Linked DNA regions of Mus musculus: regions 1, 2 and 4 are each linked to region 3. Evidence: chromatin contacts called from public Hi-C and promoter capture Hi-C data. All regions are on one chromosome and are shown on one strand. The core of a region is the stretch at or near the end of the contact, and the rest is flanking DNA. Distances in the headings are between cores, read along the strand shown.

The links. Promoter capture Hi-C pulls out the DNA fragments that hold promoters and counts their contacts. Hi-C and Micro-C count contacts between places; a contact is called where the count stands out from the background.
Region 1: a contact with region 3 is called in a Hi-C map of CD8 T cells, with 9 times the contacts expected there. The contact joins the promoter of Zmym3 here to the promoter of Ftx in region 3. A contact is called at or near these places in 1 of 39 promoter capture datasets (erythroid cells) and 1 of 484 Hi-C or Micro-C datasets (CD8 T cells).
Region 2: a promoter capture Hi-C map of erythroid cells shows a contact between it and region 3, with 12 times the contacts expected there. The contact joins the promoter of Taf1 here to the promoter of Ftx in region 3. A contact is called at or near these places in 2 of 39 promoter capture datasets (erythroid cells and pre-B cells).
Region 4: a contact with region 3 is called in a promoter capture Hi-C map of pre-B cells, with 6 times the contacts expected there. The contact joins the promoter of Atrx here to the promoter of Ftx in region 3. A contact is called at or near these places in 1 of 39 promoter capture datasets (pre-B cells) and 1 of 115 datasets of contacts at active chromatin or transcription factors (astrocytes).

What each region holds. Positions count from the first base shown.
Region 1 is chrX:101,418,533-101,421,893 of GRCm38.p6, reverse strand. It overlaps Zmym3 (zinc finger, MYM-type 3), which reads left to right and starts at 1,672. Exons shown (of 25, transcript NM_019831.3): 1 at 1,672-1,748; 2 at 2,942-3,361. The coding sequence starts at 2,955.
Region 2 is chrX:101,530,972-101,534,664 of GRCm38.p6, reverse strand. Taf1 (TATA-box binding protein associated factor 1) reads right to left here and starts at 1,930. Exons shown (of 39, transcript NM_001290729.1): 1 at 1,664-1,930; 2 at 1,056-1,170; 3 at 804-920. The coding sequence starts at 1,843.
Region 3 is chrX:103,621,774-103,625,057 of GRCm38.p6, reverse strand. Ftx (Ftx transcript, Xist regulator (non-protein coding)) reads left to right here and starts at 1,304. Exons shown (of 11, transcript NR_028381.1): 1 at 1,304-1,511.
Region 4 is chrX:105,927,246-105,930,715 of GRCm38.p6, reverse strand. Atrx (ATRX, chromatin remodeler) reads left to right here and starts at 1,344. Exons shown (of 35, transcript NM_009530.2): 1 at 1,344-1,616. The coding sequence starts at 1,597.

The DNA.
Region 1 (3,361 bases), core at 423-2,922, 2.2 Mb after region 3:
TGCATGCTACATCACAGGTGTGCTGGTCAGAGGACAACTTGCAGGCCTAGGTTCTCTCCTATTATCTGGGTCCTTAGACTTGGCAGCAAAGGCCTTTCCCTGCTGCACGTCTCACTGCCCCTAGTTGTTGTTTAGTGTGACTGAAGTTTTGTTTTAGTTTGCATTTGTTCTTTTGAAACAGGGTCTTGCTATGTAGTCCAGGCTGTCTTCACACCACAGGGAATCCTCTCGCCTCAGGTTCCCTGCACACCACCACACCCAGTTTTTGGTTTTGAGACAGGTGTTTCACTATGTAGCCCAGGCTTTTCTCATGGTCATAATCCTGATACAGCCTTCTAAGTGCTGGAATACCAGACCACCGTGCCAGAGCAGAAGTCACCCCTCCCTCTTAGATGCTCTTCACTCCACTTGAAAATTCGTGATCTGCCACCAAATTAGACATTCTACCCCCAGAACAGCCAGGGGGCCAGGAAGAAACAGAAAATACAAAGAAACAGTAGAAACAGAAAGAGGCAGAAAGTGGGAGATGGCTACAGAGCATACTGATTAAGACACAGAAAGCCGGGTTTAGGCAATCTACACCGGAAAAAAATTACATTTATCTCTGATGTAGGAGAGAGCAAAGACAACCTCAAGGCTGAGGGGGGGTAGGCGGAAGGGAAAACAAGGCTTCTGTTAAAATATGGGTAAAATTCCCAAGGACAAGGGTGGGCAGGCTTTCTATGGGAAGGAGGAAAGGTCAGAAGCACATTAGAGGAGCAATGGACAACACTGGACGCTTCTTGCCTGAGTTTCTAGTATCTAAGTCCGGTAAGTGCTGTGCAGCCCTTAGAACTATCCTGGGAATGTGGAGAGAGGGATTGTGAAGTGTTCTGTCATGAGGCCTGAGAATGAACACTGCCACCTATTCTTTTAAGGCAGTAGACCTAGTATTAGTGACCCCTACCCCTACCCTACTTCTCAAGCCTTAATCACAGCCACGCCCACCATCTAGTACGATCCCTGGAGGCTGTGTTTGAGTGCTCTCAGGAGGCAGAGACGCAAAGAGACTGTGAGGGAGAGACCTACAAGAACAGAAAAAGAGGGAAAAGGGAAGGACAGTGTTTGTGTGTGTCTGTGTGTGTGTGTGCAAGTGGATGGGTGGGTGGGGGGCTTCTGATGACCAAAACTATTCAAGAGAAAATTCAAGCTCCTACAGGAGGATTCAGTGCAATGATCCCAGAACTTAACCGAAGGCCATGGAGGGAGACGGGGGTGTAGCCTTGCAGAACCTGCTTTGGGGGGGGGGGTCACCAGGCAGTAACCGTTACTGCATAGGCGTTGTCACTAAGCCAGAACCATTTAACTGGCAAGGGTAAGCTTAAGACACCCCATAACTACGACTCTTAGACAGGTTGGAAGTGGGGGCTGAGGTTGCAGACAAGGGGAGGAGGGGCACTTGAGGGTTGGGTCTTTGCCTCCCCCATTCTCCGCTGTCACTACCCCAACAGTCGCCCGGGGGGCCGGGCCCCGGAGAGGTGGGGATGGGGGAGGGTAATCTTGGCAGGCGTCTGCTGCATGGCGTAGGTAGGGAGTGCTGAGGGGGGACGCTGGGGGGAACACGAGTGGGAAGCGGAGAGCCACGGGGAGGGGGAGGGGACCGGGAACCATTTGAATGAGAGGAGGGGATCACGGGTAGAGTGGGCTCTGGAGATAGGGCGGGCACGGGTGTGACGGGGCCAGGCTCTTGAGCCAGGTAAGGAAAGCAGGTGCGTAGATGTGGGGTTTTTCTTCCTTTTTTTGTGTATTTAGTGTACTAGGCCCTTCGGTGGAGAGGGGGCGCCGCCTTCCCCGGGGGCGGGCTCCAAAGCTCCAGAGGCTATCTTTTCCTCAACTAACGGGGCCCCGGGCGGGGGCTCACGCTCCATCCCCAGTGACGGCACTCCACTCCGCAATTTCCAGGCGGCCACTGGGCTGGGAGTCTCGCGCCGGGGGCCGGCGCTGTCTCGCGAGCCCCCTCCTCCAGCCAGCCAATGGGATTGGTCGCTGGCACCGCCCGCCTGCCTGGTGCAGAGCGCTCAGCGCTGCAAGCGGCGCTGCCATTTAAAGGGGCCGCGACCCCTGTCCCGGCTGCTAGGGAGGGAGGTGGAGAAGGAGCGCGGGGCCGTTGCTGTCTGCAGTTCTAGGCTTGTAGCGGTTACTCTAACCCTGCCTCAGGTAGGGGTCGGGTCTGTTCAAGCCGAACCGAACCTGCAGGCGGGATCTCGCAGTAGCCGGGAGGGGGGTTTGAGCAGGAATCGTAGCTCCAAAATGTCTTCCTGTAAATGCCTGAGGTGGGGGGTGGGCAACAGGAGAAGGGAAGGACTAGGGGTGCAGTAGGAAAGGGGGGACGGGGCTGAGGAAGTGGTCCACCCTGAAAGGTAACCGAGTGGGGGGGAGACGGTTAGGAAGAGCAGTTTGTGGGGGCGGGGAAGGGCTGAGAGAGGACGGGCTCCGCGGGGAGGGGCGCTGGGGCTGGAGAGGATGGGGAGAGACTGGAGACCTGGGGGGCTTTTGGGGGGGAGTGAGAAGGGACCAGGGGCTGAGGTCGCCGGAGCGGGAAAGGTTTCTGGCTGCGGCAGGCACGGGAAAATGTGAGGGGGCGTTGAGTCTGAGGTGGGGGGTGTGTGAGAGGTAGGGAGGAAGGAGCTACGAGTCTCCGTGGGGGGTGTCGGGCGGGTTAGAGACCAACTGCCTGGCGAGTGTGGGCACGGGGCCAGGGCAGGGAACGCCACTCCCCACAGAGGGCGCTGTATTGGGGGGGGAGTGGACATTGAGCCTGAAGCCTGTGGAAATGCCTATCGGCTGTGGGGGGCGGCTGCTAATGAGAAATCCAAGTGGATGACGGACGGGGTGTGTCCCACAGCCGACATAAGAAATTCAGGCTAAGACCACCTCTACTGCCCCCTCTTCCGATCTGCAGCCCATACCCAGCCATGGACCCCAGTGATTTCCCCAGTCCATTTGACCCATTGACCCTGCCAGAGAAGCCCCTGGCTGGAGACCTTCCAGTAGACATGGAATTTGGAGAGGATCTGCTGGAATCTCAGACTGCCCCAAGTCGAGGATGGGCTCCCCCAGGTCCGTCTCCATCCTCTGGAGCCCTGGACCTGCTTGATACCCCTTCTGGCCTGGAGAAGGACCCTGGAGGAGTTCTGGATGGAGCCACTGAGCTACTGGGGCTGGGGGGGCTACTCTATAAAGCCCCTTCTCCCCCAGAGGTGGACCATGGTCCTGAGGGAACCCTTGCATGGGATTCGGGGGAGCAGACCCTAGAGCCTGGACCAGGGTGTCAAACCCCTGAGGTGATGCCACCTGATCCAGGGGCTGGGGCTAGTCCCCC
Region 2 (3,693 bases), core at 681-3,180, 2.1 Mb after region 3:
AGTTCCAAAACAAACCTCAGCTACGTAATCAATTTTGAGGCCTAAAAGTTTCAAAAATAGAAAATAAAAGCAGAGTGTGGTGATACAAGACTTTAATCCCAACACTCCAGAGGCAGAGGCCAAACAAATAAACCTCTTCCGATTCTGAGACTGTTATTCTAAAATACAGCAGGGAAAATACTTATGTTTTGAAGAAAAAGAAGTATAATAGGGGAATGATTTGAGTCAAAATACATTTGCTCATTGACATGAGATTATAAACATAACCCTTCTTAATCTTAAAATCTTAAGGGCAAAGAGTGGGTTTGTTTTCATCTTTAACTTTGAAAAGCATATAAGAATAGTTATATCAAATCTACAGGCACTAAAATATATGAGATGACAAGAAATCATTTTCACCCTTGTCATTAATCAACAATTTGAGACCGAACATTATAAAAATAAAAGCTTGAATTTGGTAAGAGAATACCTACTACTTGGCACTGAATTGACAGTGGAAACAGCATACAGAGCAAATGTATTGGCAGGCAAGAACAATGGCAGAGATTAAATATACAAGACAGAGCCCAAAACAGACTTATTCAGGAAGAAAATGTACTAAACTGCCAATTTTGCAACATTAAAGAATACCAAGCGTAGTGGGGAACATGTCTAATCCTAGCACTTGGGAAACAGAGGCAAATGCATCTCTATGAGTTTGGGACAATCTTGCATGCATAATGAGTTCCAGGTCAGGCAGGGCTATGTTGAAAGACCCATTGCTAGAAAACAAGAAGGGGGGGGGGGGGCGGAGAGAGAATCACCTGTGTGGCAAAGGGGTTGCAAGCTTCCCATTGTCTGCTGGTATCTTCTACTTTCATCTTCTGCCACCTCGTTGATGTCAGAATAGTCCACAGCATCCTCTCTACTCCTAATCCATCCTATGGATAAAAAGGGAGACGTCTCAAGAGAAAGCAAGTAATTATCACTTCCTTAGAAAATCCCCACTGAAAAGCGTACAACAGGCTAATCTCCTCCCCCCACCCACACTGTCCTCCCCATGGCCCACACTTTACCTTCATCATTTACCAGGGCACCATCACTCCCGGACAATTCTTCATTTGCTGTGAGTTCAGTGATCAGGCTGCCAAGACCCAAAGCCCCCAAGCCCGCAAGATGCTTCTTGCACTCCTGAAAAGGGGACAGCATGAGGGTCGAAAATAACAACTAAACCTGAAGGTCCTACACAAGTATATTTCCCTTGCTCATAACAAAGTCACAAATCCATCTGAGAAATTATTTCATGAAGTGCTGCTCAAAGAAACATCACATTCAAGAACTATATAGGAAATCTGCTAAATTCCATACAGATCAGTTCCGAACAACACACGTTCCATCCGTAGTCCTGGCTTTGGAGCCATTAGGATCAGCAAAAGCCAGAAAAAGCAGAGTTCCAAGGGTCTTTAAGAAGGCCTTCCACAGTGGCGGTTCTGATAACCTTACTAGAGTTAACTATTATCTTTCCTACCAGGCAAGGAGAATGTTACCTTCGAAGCCAACACCTCAGCATCAGTGACTGACACTTAAGACTTTTCCTCTTCGTCCTTCCTCCGAGTTGAGCCCTCTCGCGCTGTCTCCAGTTCTCCCTAGCCACAGCACCCGCCGCCCCAGGCCCACGACTCACGTCATCCAAGACGCTTTCGCCTTCCAACTGCCCTGCTCCATTGATGTTGCCGAACAGGAACCCAGTTAGAGAAAATGGGCCTCCACCAGCCGACTCTTCGTCGCTGTCTGTGTCGGACATGACGACGGAAGGGCTACCGCCACCCTTGTCCTGCAGCAGCCCAGCCCACCCCGGGCCCATGGGCGGGAAAGAAAAAATACGTCAGTCGCACACGGGTGACTTGCAGCGCTCCCTGACCCAACCAGAGGCTACCGGAAGTTGAAAAAAAGGGGGGAAGGATGGGCCGTCCTACGTGATCCTTTGATGTCGGGATGGCTACTTCCTTTGATGTGTTTGATTGGTCCGCCCAAGATCAGGCTGGATAACTGGAAGGTGATTGGTCAAACAAACCAGTCCCGCCCATCAACTGCGCGGGTCCGTTCTGGTTGCTATGGTAAGAGCGGCAGATTTTTCTCCAATAAGAAAGTAGATCTGAGGCGGCGTGACCTACGACCTCTGGAAACCGCGCGTCACCGGCTACAGTACACACTACACAATAATGATTTGAGCCGTCTTTTCCGGTTTGTGCCGTTCCCCAAAGGAACATTACTATGAATTGTGATAGGGGGACGACTGCTACTTACTTATTTTGAATTTACATTTTCCCATGGTAAAATGTTAAGCTTAGTAAAATGAGCAACCGAAACTTCAAGATTCACAAACATTAAACATTTTCATAGTTTTTTTAAGCGCACATATGATTCCCAGCACTATATATATATATATATATATGTATATATATATATATATATATACATACACATATATGCATATATATGTGTGTGTGTATGTATGTATATATGTGTGTAAATGTGTAAAAGCATGGAGAGAAGAAAGAAACCGAGTGGGAGAAGGGGGGGGGGGTTGAAGAGGGGAGAGAAAGTGAAAGAGAGACAGAAATATACAAGGCTGGGATACAGCTCACTGGCCAACATAGATTCAATTCCCTGTACTTAAAAAATAACCTTATTTTGCCAGGAATGGAAACCTGAGGTAGAAGTGTCTCTGAACCGGGCAGTGGTGGCGCACGCCTTTAATCCCAGCACTCGGGAGGCAGAGACAGGCGGATTTCTGAGTTTGAGTCCAGCCTGGTCTACAAAGTGAGTTCCAGGACAGCCAGGGCTACACAGAGAAACCCTGTCTCGAAATAACTAAAAAAAAAAAAAAAAAAAAAAAAAAAAAAGAATTGTCTCTGTAAGACCAGCATAGTATACATAGTTAAGCTCCAGGCTACTAGGGGAAACCCTATCTTTAAAAAAAAGTTTTTTAAGTACTCTATATATTTGTGTAAATAGACATATTGAACCAGTGAGGTGCCTCTGTAGGTAACATATCTGCCACCAACCCCGGAGCCCCATCCTGAGGACATATTTCATGTTTCAGATCACCATGGTGGCACACAGACTTGTTTGAATTGGAGCATCTTCACTGTGGCCAAACCGAGGATCTGTTCAGAGTTCCTACTTTGCATTTTTTGTGCCTGTTTGCTTGTTCATGTTTAGTTTGTTCTGAGGCAGAGTCCCACTTAAGTTTCCTGGGCCAGGCCTTGAATTTTCCATTCTTTGCTTCCCAACTAACTGAAATTATAGGTCTCTGCCAACAAGTTCAGTCGTGCGATTATATTTGATCACCTCTCTTTAGTATATACATGGGGACATTTTCTTTTTTTAAGATTTATTTTTGAAATGATCTGTATGTGTCTGTGCACGGGTATATGCACTGAAGTGCAGTTGTTCACAGAGGCCAGAACTGTTGACTGCCTCTGGAGTTGGAGCTGCTTGATGTTGAGTAGTAGAAACTGGATTCAGGAAGAACAGGAAGCTATCACAGCCCTGGCTGTCCTGGAACTCACTTTATAGACCAGGCTGGCCTCGAACTCAGAAATCCACCTGCCTCTGCCTCCTGAGTGCTGGGATTAAAGGTGTGCGTGCGCCACCACTGTACAGAAAGCTCTCGCACTCTTTATTCTATATGCCTTGGCTTGCCACTGT
Region 3 (3,284 bases), core at 55-2,554:
GAATTGAACTCAGGACCTCTGGAAGAGCAGTCAGTGCTTTTGACGTCTGAGCCATCTCTCCAGACCTAGTTTGGAGCTTGTAAGTACAGCCTGTTAATTCTGCATGAGTACAACTTTGTTCGAGATGTGAGCTAACACTTTTGTAGTGAACTCCAGGTAAACTTAGCTTAAAGGCTTCTTTCATTGCTCAAATTGGGCTGAAAAGAGCTTTTCCATCACACTCCCTTCCCCCTCAAAGAAAAAGCTCTTTCAGAAACCAGGGAGGGAATTGTCAAAGTGGGGATGTCTTACTAAAGCTGAAACATCAGAGGGGTTTTTTATGCATGTTACCTATATGTCCATTAGGTGTCGCAATATATCCAATGGCCCTGCCTTCTACTTCTATTCTGCTCATGATATTGTTTCAGATGCAGGCATGGGACTGCTTTTCCTTTTCTCCTCCTCCTCCTCCTCCTCGACCTCCTTCCCTTCTTCCTCCTCCTTTTTTCTTCTTTGTCTTCCTCCTCCCCTCCCCCACTCTTTTTTACTTGTATGGTTCTGGTGCTTTGATGCTCTACATGAAAATTCACAATTCAATGCAATGATAGATAGACAGGCAGGAGCCAGTCGGATGATCTCTCAAGATCCAGGGCTGAATAAGAAGGGGGAGTGGATCTTAAGGAGACCCTTAAAACTCAAGATTCTCCACAGGAAACAACATGCTGAGAGTGAAAATAGCCTGCCCCAAGAGTTCTGGTTCCAGGTATTAGAAAAAGACTTTTTCTTCAGGCTTTGTAACTTGGGCCCACAATTAAATCTACATACGTATATTTCCATTCCCCCAACCCCCCGGATCGGTGGAGGCTATTTTTTTTTCCTTCAGGATCTTTTGTGGTCCAAGCTGACCTAGAATTTGTCATGGAGGTGAGGTTGTCTATAAATCGCTGGAATTACAGGCACTTATCACCATGCCAGTGGTTGGTTGGTTGGTTTGTTAGTTTGTTTGTTTTCGAAACACTTGGAATATTGGGTACATCAGGAAATATGAGGGGGCCTAGCAGAGCTCCAGAGAAGCAGAGAAGGTCAAGAATTGTAGGGTGAGCCAGAAAGGGAATAATAACAGTAGTGAGATGTGATGGTAAATTAAAAAGGATGGGGACTTATTGATTAGAAAAGGGGCTGAGGAAAGGATGGGTGGTGGACGCCGGTATGAGCAGAGGTAGGAAAAGAAGTGTGGGCTAGGGACCTGAGTACTGGACTCAGTGGGCTGCTGTAAGTTGTAGAGGGGCGCTCTGAGGAGAGGGAGGAGCGCGGCGCATGCGTTGCAGCACAGCGCAGCGCTCCTGGAGAGGCTGTGGGTTCGTGGCATCCGCGCCGCGGCCGCAAGTATAGCAGGTTTCGTACCTGGTGTTCATCGCCGTTAAGTCATCGCTGCTGCCACCCAGGCACGGCTCTCTATGCCGCCGCTCCCTCCACCCTCTAGGCACTGCCTGCCGTAAGAATTTTAACTGCGACACTCGCTTCAGCAGGAGGTAAAGGAACGACGAAGGACGAAAATGTAACATGGAGGGCGGAGGAGGGAACTTGTGTCAGGGAGATCCTTAATTTGTGCATTTTCTCCTTTGAGGGGAGGGAGAACTGGAGGCCAGTACGAATCCCCAGCCCTCCAAAAGGATGTTGCGCATTACTTAATATTATGAAAGATTTTTAGACTTCTCTAAGCAGGTTTAAGGCACCTGAGCATCACTGTTTTGTTTGACATCTATTTAAAACAAAACAAAAAAAACTTTCGAGTTCTTCATTTGTTAAGGGTGAATCAAATGGATGAGTCTTTAGGATTAGGCTTCATCCGCTTTTTGTTTTCCTTGGGGGTGAGTGAATGTAGTTTGAGACTGACAGCAGCAGGCCTCGAACTCGCGGCCGTTCTCCTGCTTAAACTGGGATTACAGGCGTAAATCACCACGCCGGACTCTGATTCAGTGGTTTTAGGTTGGAGGGTTTTTAACTGTATTAAGGAATCCGTCTACCAAGTAGCCTCTCCCTTAGGCTGCTGACGGATTCCATCTGGGTTTGGGATATGCTTTATCGCCTACGACGTTTTTTTAATTCCATGTGTAACTTAGTTTATCACAGTTAATCCTGTTAAGGATTGTTGTTAATGATATGGTTTAGACACTGGGGCATAACTTTGGCGAGAAACACGTGCAGATGCACCCGGCATGAATATATATACATATATATGCGCATATATGTATATATATTCTTCACAGAGTTATCTCACCAGAGTAGCAGAACGCAGTGGCCACAGAGATTATATATATAATATATATAATATATATATATACACATATACGTATATATATTATATATATAATCATACACGAGAAGGGAGAATAGTAAAGATAGGCGCGCTTTGCGTGGATGCCAAAAGAGGAACCATATCACCAGGTGGTGGCGCTCAAGTACCCTTGAGAAAGCGTGACATGATGGGTAGGACTCTGCTGGCACGGGAGATCGTGGCCCCTTAGGCGAGGGTGGGGCAGAGAGGAGAGAAGGTGAAATCACGCATGCTCACTGCAAGCAGAAGGCCTCTGCGCGGGAATGAAAGTGCGCATGCGTAAGAGGGAGCATGTTGGCCGTTTAACACTAGGTATCGAGAACTGCGCGTGCGTGTTGCCAGTGGCTTGGCTGGGAGGGAGGGAGGGAGACGCGGAACGTTCTGGTAATTATGATTGCGAAATAGCGAGGGGTTCGGTAAGTTGTCCTTCGCTCAAATCGCCATTTTAGTCTGGGAGTACACTTAGAGAGGCAGTTCTACCATTCTAGTTGTTGAAGAGATTAGTCTGAGTGGAGGGTGTGACCAAACCCACTGGAAAAGAAAAAATCATTCCAGAATCTTAGTCTCTCCCTGGTCAGTCTGATAATGGGATTTTAAAATACAGAGGCAATAGTGAGGCTGCGAAAGATTGCTTCCGCAGCATGTTGCGCTTCTAGTCCAACCACATTCAGACAAAGCCTATGCAAAAGATCCTGGCCGAGCTTGGCTCTCCGCAGACTCATATCACCAGAGTAGCAGAACGTTGTGACCACAGCGAAGTGCGTTAAAAACCCTTGGGTTTTTCTCCCCTACAGAACATAGGGCAGAGGATTTCACTGTGTTTCTAAGTGCTTCTACATTGGTTGAAACCTAAGATCTGAGCAAACCACCTCCTGAAACTCTGATATGCAGAGTCATGTCATTGTCATTACCCTGAAAAGTAAAGGCAGTGGTGATAGGAAAGTGTCCCGGGGCTTACGTCTTCCCC
Region 4 (3,470 bases), core at 95-2,594, 2.3 Mb before region 3:
GTGGCAAAGGCAGTTGGATTTCTGAGCTGAAAGCCAGCCTGATCTACAGAGCAAGTTCCAGGAGAGCCAGGGCTGCACAGAGAAACTCTGTCTCGGAAACAAACAAACAAACAAACAAACAAAAACCTAGTCTGATTGTTGGAATGCATTGTTTGAAAAGAGACTCTTCTCTTGTCATTCTAGTCCAAAACTGCAACCCTGACATCTAAGCATGACCAAAACTGTTGCATATTTCAGGAAAAATAAACAGAATGAACAAAATAAAGGGAATGAACATGTGTTCCAGAATAAATGTGGGCACAAAGTTGGAAACTTCAAATTTAGAAAACTTATTTGTGATTTGCAGAGATTATGAATGAAAAATGAAATGAGGGGGAAACGATTTGGATCAGTTGGTAAGTGAGATATACCCCCAATCATATCAGATTGAACTAATGGCTGACCTGTGTGTGACAATTTCAAGATTGTTCAATATCAAAAGAATTAGATGTCAATGTCCAGTTGATCATATATATATAAATACCTGTAAGTATCCTTAAGTATGATGGGGTACACCTGTCTTCTAAGCACTTTGGGAGGCTGCAAGGACAGTCCAAGTTTGAGGCCAGCCTCATATACATGTTGAGTTGCAGCCTAGTCAGGACTGTATAGCTAGAATTTTTCTCATTCTCTTTCCACAAAAGGTAAAAATTCACACGTGTAAGCGTTGGCAAGCTGAATATTATAATGAAATATATAGAAGAAAAATTAAGAATATTATAAAATAGGAAAGAAAATATTTATATTTTGGGTGGCTATGGAGATTAATGATTAAGAGTGTGCATGTGGGGGAGGGGTTAGGACATAGCTCAATGATAGAGTATTTGCCTAACATGCACAAAGCCTTGGGTTTAAAACAGCATAAGAATGTATGTCCACCCTCCCCGCAAGGATGGATGTTTGGCTGAATGTGGAACTTGTGCATTGGTATCCTCACCCATTAAAATGTTAGGTCTGCCTACTTTGGATGGTTCAAGCATGAGATTAAGATAAAGGATCTGTGTAGTGGTCGACATATAGTAAATTCTCAATAAACGTAAATGGGGTGTCATTGTTTCACCAATTATGTGGAAGTAGAGAGGTTGGACCAAGAGCGCATTTTCAGGATAATGTCAAGATACATCCCTGACACTTTGAGGTCAGCAGTAACTGAACTGGACCCCACTAAGAAGAGGTGGAGGGGATCAAATGACGTCGACCGCCTTAGCAACAGGCTCCCAAAGAAGGTGAATTTCCGTAGCCAATAAGACACTGAGCTCTGGCAGAGGTAGCCAATAGATGACGGAAAGAGGAAGAGGGAGGACGCGCCAATTCTCCTGCCCAAGCCTCGGCCCAACAAAATGGCGTCGGCATAGGCCTTGCTTTGTTTCCGTGGCTCTTGCAGCAGCAGCAGCAGCAGCAGCAGCAGCGGTAGCGGACTCTGAGCTGGGAGGACGATCCAGCACTATCTGCGGTGACTACTAAGATCCCAGTACTTTTCGTTCAGCCACTGGCGCCGAGGAGCGCAGAACGGTACCCAAGGGGTTGCCAAGCCAAGCGGCCGTCCGAGCCAAAAACATGACCGCTGAGCCCATGAGGTAAAACGCAAGCCCTTGTCACGGGCCCCGGCGTTCTGCTCCCGGGCGCCTTCCACTCGAGTGGGGTGTTTGCAAAGACGTGCGCTAGGTGCCCTAGGCCCGCGCGCGGCTTCGCGGTCAGCGGCATCGTTTTCCCTCTAGGTGAGCGGGGCTGGGGGAGCGCGGTGGGAAGCCCCAGCTGGGGCTTGGGGTGTGTGTGTGTGTGTGTCTATGTGTGTATGTGTGTGTCTGTCTGTCTGTCTGTGTGTGTGTCGGTCGGGGGCGGCATGCGGCGCGCGCGTTGCCTTTCCCGCCTCCCGCCGCTGCGGAGCCGGGAGCCCCTGCTCGGCTCACGCCTCCGTGCCCGCGGCGTCGAGGCCTGGGGGCGGGGGGTGTCGCGGGCCACCGAACGCTTGCGGTCAGTCTTTCGAATCTCGGGGCCTAGCGACTGCGTGGGGAAGGAGGGGGGAGGGGGGGGGAGAAGGTGGATGGGGGAGGGGGAGGGGCGGAGGATGGGGAGGGGGAGGGGCGGCGGGAGGAAGTGAGATCCTGGAACTAGCGAACCCCAATGGTCGCCTCCACTGGAAGTCCTCCAGCTCTCCGCGGCTCCGAGAGGAGAGCCGAGCATTGGAGGTAGGAGGGCCGGGCCCGGAAGGTACCTCTAGAAGGTGCCTTTTCGCCCCCCGACTCCAGATCCTGGAGGGTTATCTTGGGGACCCCTGGGCGGCTGAGACGGAGAGCGGGCAGCCCAATGCGGGCTTTTGCTTTCTGAGAACAGCGGCCGACGACTTTGCAGGAGAAGTCCGGTTTTTGACGGGACATCGGTTGTTGTTACCCCCTGCGGTTTGGGACACGTTCCGTGAAGTAGTTAGATCGTGCTTTTATTTATTTGTTCCACGAGGCATGTGGAGCGGGTTAACGGGGATTCACCAGAAGATTTATTGCAAAGGTAGAAGAGAGCCCAGGCCCGATGTTAGCGATCAAATACGTTTACGATTCAGGCTGTTTTTCCACGCGTTTCTGATTTGCTTTTTGATTGTTTGGAGTAGTTAATCTGAAATGGATTCCGCTTTTATGCAGATACCTTGCTTTTTTAGGCAGTTTGATATTTGACCTTTTATCCCAAGATTGAATTCGGTGATTTTTCTTCTCGAATGAGATGCAAGCTTGGTGAATAGTGGCAAAACGAAATTATAGGTAGCGTGGATCATAATTGCATCTGTAATTGGCAAAATGTGCCGTTGGGTGACTAGGACATCATGGCTTTGAGCACTTTAGATTGTAGAATTTGAGAACGAGCCTATCCGATTATTTTCTACCTTAGCAAACAGTGCATCGATGCTCTCTTTACTTAGGGAAAATATACTTCAGTTCTGTTTGTTTGTTTGTTTGTTTGTTTTTCGAGACAGGGTTTCTCTGTGTAGCCCTGGCTGTCCTGGAACTCACTCTGTAGACCAGGCTGGCCTCGAATTAAGAAATCCGCCTGCCTCTGCCTCCCAAGTGCTGGGATTAAAGGCGTGCGCCACCACGCCCGGCTTATACTTCAGTTCTTAAAATACAGGCACTTAGTTGTGTAAAGATCATTGTCTTCCTTTATGAATTTGTGTTAACTGACCCAAGTAAAACAAATCTTTTTTTTTTTAAATGGAATATTGAGCAGTATTGGCTGGTTAATACCAGGCATTCATGCTCATTTACTTACAGTTCAGTATGACTTCTAGGTTTTACTTCATGTCTTAGTTGTCTGTATTTAAAACCATAGTTGCTTCTTTGTGGATGGTGAAGCTGGATACTGAAGGATTTGAAACCAGCCTGACTCAAAGCTAAAAATCTCCAAACAGAAAACAGGTGTTGCCTGTATCCTCTACCTATCAG